Linked DNA regions of Oryzias latipes: region 1 is linked to region 2. Evidence: chromatin contacts called from public Hi-C data. All regions are on one chromosome and are shown on one strand. Each heading gives the region's core, a stretch centred on a gene start, on an enhancer-like site or on the middle of the called end of the contact. The rest is flanking DNA. Distances are from core to core; before and after follow the strand shown.

Evidence for each region. A called contact is a pair of places that touch in the nucleus more often than the background predicts.
Region 1: a contact with region 2 is called in a Hi-C map of gastrula embryo, with 2.9 times the contacts expected there. The contact joins the promoter of LOC101164888 here to the promoter of amt in region 2. A contact is called at or near these places in 3 of 5 Hi-C or Micro-C datasets (embryo and gastrula embryo).

Annotation. Positions count from the first base shown.
Region 1 is chr7:7,543,168-7,545,867 of ASM223467v1, forward strand. LOC101164888 (serine hydroxymethyltransferase, mitochondrial) reads right to left here and starts at 1,268. Exons shown (of 13, transcript XM_004070347.4): 1 at 1,129-1,268.
Region 2 is chr7:6,894,171-6,897,148 of ASM223467v1, forward strand. amt (aminomethyltransferase, mitochondrial) reads left to right here and starts at 1,388. Exons shown (of 9, transcript XM_023956438.1): 1 at 1,388-1,594. The coding sequence starts at 1,469.

The sequences.
Region 1 (2,700 bases), core at 18-2,517, 650 kb after region 2:
GTCCTCCTTGAGAGGAAGAGTCAAACATTTGTTAACCGCTCATGCAGAATTGCGGAAACAGACTGATCAATCAAACTGTTGTAGATATCGGGACTTAATCATTTCCTGATCTTGTCAACCACTGCACAAGTTCTTGTTTGCATACTTAGCCACCCTATAGCTAAGAGGTTTTATTACAAACAATATAAAAGAAGCATTATCTTTCTGCTGTATGTCAACTAAACCGTTTTGCAGTCATTTGCAGACATTTAGAAATGTCTTTAAAGTAATACTTAATGTTAATTGGGGAAGAGATTCACTGCAGATTTAGCGTTGTTATTTTGTGATTAAAGAACAGATGCATTTCGATTTCATTTCATTTGTCATTAAATTATATTTAAGTCTAACTGTAGTGGCAGTGTGATAAATGTTCAGGTTTTTTTTTCCCATTTTCATGGCATAAAATGATGTAAAAAAGACATCTACACAAAATAATAAGGCTGCTATACTGTGATAATTGTTTTTTTTTTCCATTAGCCCCTAACCTCACCATCCCTGTGCATCAATCCTGCGCTTCTCTTACTGCTGGAGGAGCTGCAGATGATATTGTTGCAATCTTTAAACCTTGAACTACTGCTGTTCTCACCTTCCCTAATTGGAGCTCACAATGTGACAGTCGTGTCACTGGTGTGTCAAGATGCCAGCGCGGTGAATGCGACTGAGCGGAGGAGTGGATGCAACAAATGTGAGAAAGCACTTGCAGAGACAAATAAAGAAAAAAAATCAATTTAAAAAAAATATAACAGAAATTAAAATGCAATAAGAAATGCAACGCTTTGGTAGCGTAGCAGCTTGATGTAACACCTCGGTAATTATGTAAAATCCATTTCAGTTGAGTTATTTACTATCTTTTAAACTGGCATTGTTTGGCAAATTTGGGAACAATTAAACATGTAATGACAGTTAAAGAAGCAGCGATTGTACCAAAGACTGTTTATATATATATTGTTTGTTATAAATTGATTTAGTGTACAGTATACAGATTGCACTTGTGAGCAGAATACTGAAGTTCCTGCTGTTATCACTTCAGTACAGCTCATAATGATGCTGTAAATAAAGAGCACAAACTCAGGAGGAGACCAGACTCACCGCAAAGGGAAGAAGCCACAGACAGGTGATAAGAAAGTTCTGACAAAGAAATCTCATTTTCGAACGCCGTTTCTCCATCTAGAGCCAGTTTTCCCCCAGAAGACTTGACTTTGTTAAACCTGACTCTCACTGCTCTGCAGAAGGAGCTTCACAAATCTTCAAGACTTGAAGTGAATCCCCAGCTCATCTCTCCCCTTCCCTCCCACTGAGTCTCCCTTCTGCAGCTTCTTTCTTGTTTCCTTTCTCTCCTCTTCACATGCACATGAATGCATGCATGTGCAAACATAGGCACACATACATTGTATAAGGAAAAATAAAAAGAAACATTACCTCGGCACAACTTCAGTTAAACAGTGAATGCCCAGACAACAGCTTAAATTTGTTTTAGACTAATTGTAACCAGAAACAGCAAAGCACTGTGAAGGTAATTCACACGCAGAGAGGTGAAGCTTTTACTTCCCTCTGTGCTCATTTTTACCAGCTGGCCGGCCCCATTATGACTCATCTACCTGGGCAAAAGCTCTTTGAGACAGGCACAGTTTGACAGCCATCCCTGCTGTCCCTGCAGACTTTAGCCACAGGGATGCTGACAAAATGACAAGGGCTCTCTGCAGGAACTGAAATTACTGATAACTGGAGACTGGGCTTTTTAGGGAATTTTTTTAACCTACAAATTACCATAAGTAGTACCAGGACCCAGTTAAACAAAGAATCACACGATTCAGAGACAATGTTAAACTTAGATGTCACACCAACTAACATATTTCAAGTGTCCGCATTCTTTTTATTCTTTCAGCACTTTACTTTACTCTAAATTTATGTGGCTTTTCCAACAAAACATCTTTGACAAAAATTCTTACTCCGAACATTCCAGAGGACATTTAAGGACGGTGAACCTGACTTCAGAAAAATTACCTTTTGTTGTTGGAAAGTTGAAGACAGCTGTTGGGCTGGTATTTGACTGATTAAGAATAAAATTAAAGACAAATATATATTTTAATTTATTTTAAATCCTTAGTGACACGATCTGGGTGACAATCGCTGTTGCAAAGTCACTGTAAAAGTCAAACATTTAATTAAAATCATTTTGACTCTTGTTTTATTGCAGGTACTTTTTGAACGATCTAACTATTTCTTAATCTTCTATGCATGTTCACTTTAGGCAAACAGATGTATTGGTGTTAAAGTTGTTTATTTTATTTTATTTTTTTATTCTGTTGCTCATAAGATCCTTACTTTACTAAATGAATTCATTCCAACACATCTTCACTGCTGATTGTGGATTATTGTATAACATAAATAGGGTTCAAATGCATTTAAGATATTTGCTTATAGGAAAATTTAACCTTTAAAACCATTAATAAAAACATTTTAAACCATAAATTACAAAAGATTTACACAAAAATAACTGTAAAAACTCAACATGACCTTACAAAGAATTAAAATGGTGATTAAATAATTCTTCGTGTGAAGTTAACTGATTTTCTGTTTGCTTTTATGTAAGATGGAAGCCATTCATCAACTTGTCCTGCTATGTTTTCTTTAAGAACCTGCTTTATTTTGTCTATAGGG
Region 2 (2,978 bases), core at 138-2,637:
TTGTAAAAAAAAATAAAGGTTTCTACTTCACGGGTTTTGCTTATCACGGGTTCTATTTGGAACGTAACCCCCGCGAAAAACAAGGGATCACTGTACACGCTTTAAAGAGAAAGAAAAGAGCACAAAAAACAAGTAGCATATATACACAAAACATAAGTTTGTTATACATAAAGACGGTTATCTAATGTTCATCAGTCTGACGGCGGGGGTGGGGGGGTGGGGGGTGGTGAGAGTTTATGGTCTGTAGGGTCTGATGCTAAAAGAACCATTTAGTCTAGTTTTTTACTGACCAAAACCCAATAAAAGTCACACCTCAACAATTAGAAAGATACACTTAATGTTTTTGTGAACATTAGGACATTCTTTTATGAAATGCAGCTTTTAAAAAAAACTTACGATAATTGTTGTAACAATTATCAATGTTTTCAATGTTAACAATGTTTTATTTTTCTATATTTAACTATTTTAACTTCTTTCAATTTTGACACCAGCATGCATGTTCCTTTCAAAATAAAAGACATTATGTCTTAAATAGGATAAATTAATAAAATATTTATTTTCTTTTTGGTTTACCTTCGTCTTTTTTTCTTTTTTCTCTTTTTATTATCGAATAGAAAGATGATCTCTCTCTCTATCTATCTATCTCTATCTCTATCTCTATCTCTATATATCTATATATCTATATATATATATATATATATATACACACACACATTTCTTTTGGTACTTGTTTCAGTTTAAGGATCCCACAATAACACATGTTTGTTGTGATTCTTGTGTGTTGCGTTTTGTTTTAGAATTTATGTTAGTGAGGGATATTTAAATGGAGAAATGAGTAATAGCAGGACAGCTTCCCCAGAACAGAACATTTAAGTTTGGATCATTAATCTTGCATATTCCTTCTTTAAAGAAGAACCAGACTCCCCACGTCTTTTAGAGATATCTGATCAAAATACCAGACACAGTTTTGGAATTTTGAAATTTTTGTAAGTCTCTTTCTTAAAAAGAACTGAAATGAACTACAATTGAGTAAAACCTTGTTTAAAAATACACAGATACACAGCTGGGATTTCATCACTTTTAAACATGAAGAAAATAAATATCAGTGAATATGATGATGATTATTATTATTTATTTAACTTTTAATTTAAACAAATCTTCTTGCATAGTCTGTAAATGAGCGCCTCTTTTGCACTTGGATTTATTAAAAAATCAAATATGGACTTCACATAACTGTTCATGCAAACTTCAGAAAATGAACTGCATTTCCCACAAGTCCTTTCAACTATCCCCCTCCCTCTTTTTTTTAAAATCACGCCTCACTTGTTTTGTGTTTTTGCCGGGAAGCTGAGGAATTCCAGTATGACGTCACTCCACAGAGTTGAGAAAGCAGCGGAAGTCCCTCCCCGTTTGGGATCCGTGAAGCCCGTGAGTTCGTGAGGAGCCGCGCAGCTACTCCTCAGGCACGATGTGGGCTCGGCTGGGGGTCGCAGTTGGGGGTTCGATGCCGCGGGCGTCCAGGAGCGGCTGGCTGCACGCGTCCGGAGCTGGATGCGCGGGGAAGAGGCAGCAGAGACAGGCCTCCAGTGCAGAGGTAAGAGGAGTCTTTGCACCGGGATCTGCACACTTTTTACAGCACTTCTGGAGTCTGTGACGTCAGTTGAAAAGCCCCCTTAAAGTGGAATAAATTGCATGTCAAGTTCAGATATATATTCAGTTTTTTAAATCCACTTTTTAATTCCAGTTCATCTTTTGCAGTGGATGTTTTTTGCATTTGACTTCAGATTTAGTAGGTCACATAACTGCCTGAAAATAAGCCCAACTAGGTTAGTTAAACGTTAGTTGAAGATTGAACTGAATCAGATGAGCTTCAGGCTGCAGGAGGCCTTGCTTCACCCAAAGTGTCTTCCCACAACAAGGTCAGAGTTTGCTTGACCTTTGTTTTTCCATCTCTTCGACTGATCATAGGGACTGTGAGGCTTCAGCCTTGATAAATCAGTCTTTCTGTGCGTCAGCGGACCCAGGAAAGTGTGTGGAAGCCGTGAGTTCATGCACATATAATGTGCATGGGTCCCAGAAGACCCTCCTCCCTCTGGCTGCTCCACTTCACTGAGCTGCAAAAACTGTTAAACCAGGAGTGACGGACTCTTCACCGTTATCGGCTCCAGTTGTTTGTGCTCAATAATTCCTCTTCCTCGGCAGGTTCAAAGGTCACCACTGCAGGCAGGAACTGTGATTACATGTTACAGACTTCTATGGATCTGAATTAACCAGAAACCCCTCTTTAGATTAGTTTATTTTGCAATGGCCGAAGAAAGCAAACAAGAATGACGTTTAAAAAGCTGTGTGGGCTGTGTTGCCTTCAGGAGCTCCTCTGCTGACATTTTTAAACACGTTCTTCTATTTTTTAAATGATGGAAGAAGTATATAAAGAAAATTAAGATTAAAACTGCATTTCTGCGTATCTCTTCATTCAAATCAAATCAGGAGCAGTTTAAAAAAAAAGCTGTTTGGAAAAATTGTAGTTGTTAAGTAGAAAATATTCTGGGCGGCCATAAGCTCCCTGCTTGATGCATCCACTTGCAGACAACTGGATCCATGTCTGTCTCCGTTTCCTCGTCCGAGCTGGCATCTGTTTTAAACTGTACTGCTGGATATGTCCGATGTTGTTCACTCTATTTGGTGTGAGAGGGTGTAAGCTAGTAGGAGAGCTTGTAAACAGAGAGCTCTCAGTTATGGGAAATAGGAAGGGGGGCTGGGATGCTCCATGCTAACATGGAGGTGAATTTGTGATTCACCTCCTACTGCGGCTCTGCAGGAACAATGTCCTGGAACAGCGATCCCCAACCGATACCAAGTAGCCAAGGACCCTTTGGTATCGGGCCACAGACAGGAGAAAAAAATGAATCTGCTGACTTAGATTGTTTCCGTTTTGTTTATTTTCTGATACTGAAGGAACTTTTATTTTGGAAAACATC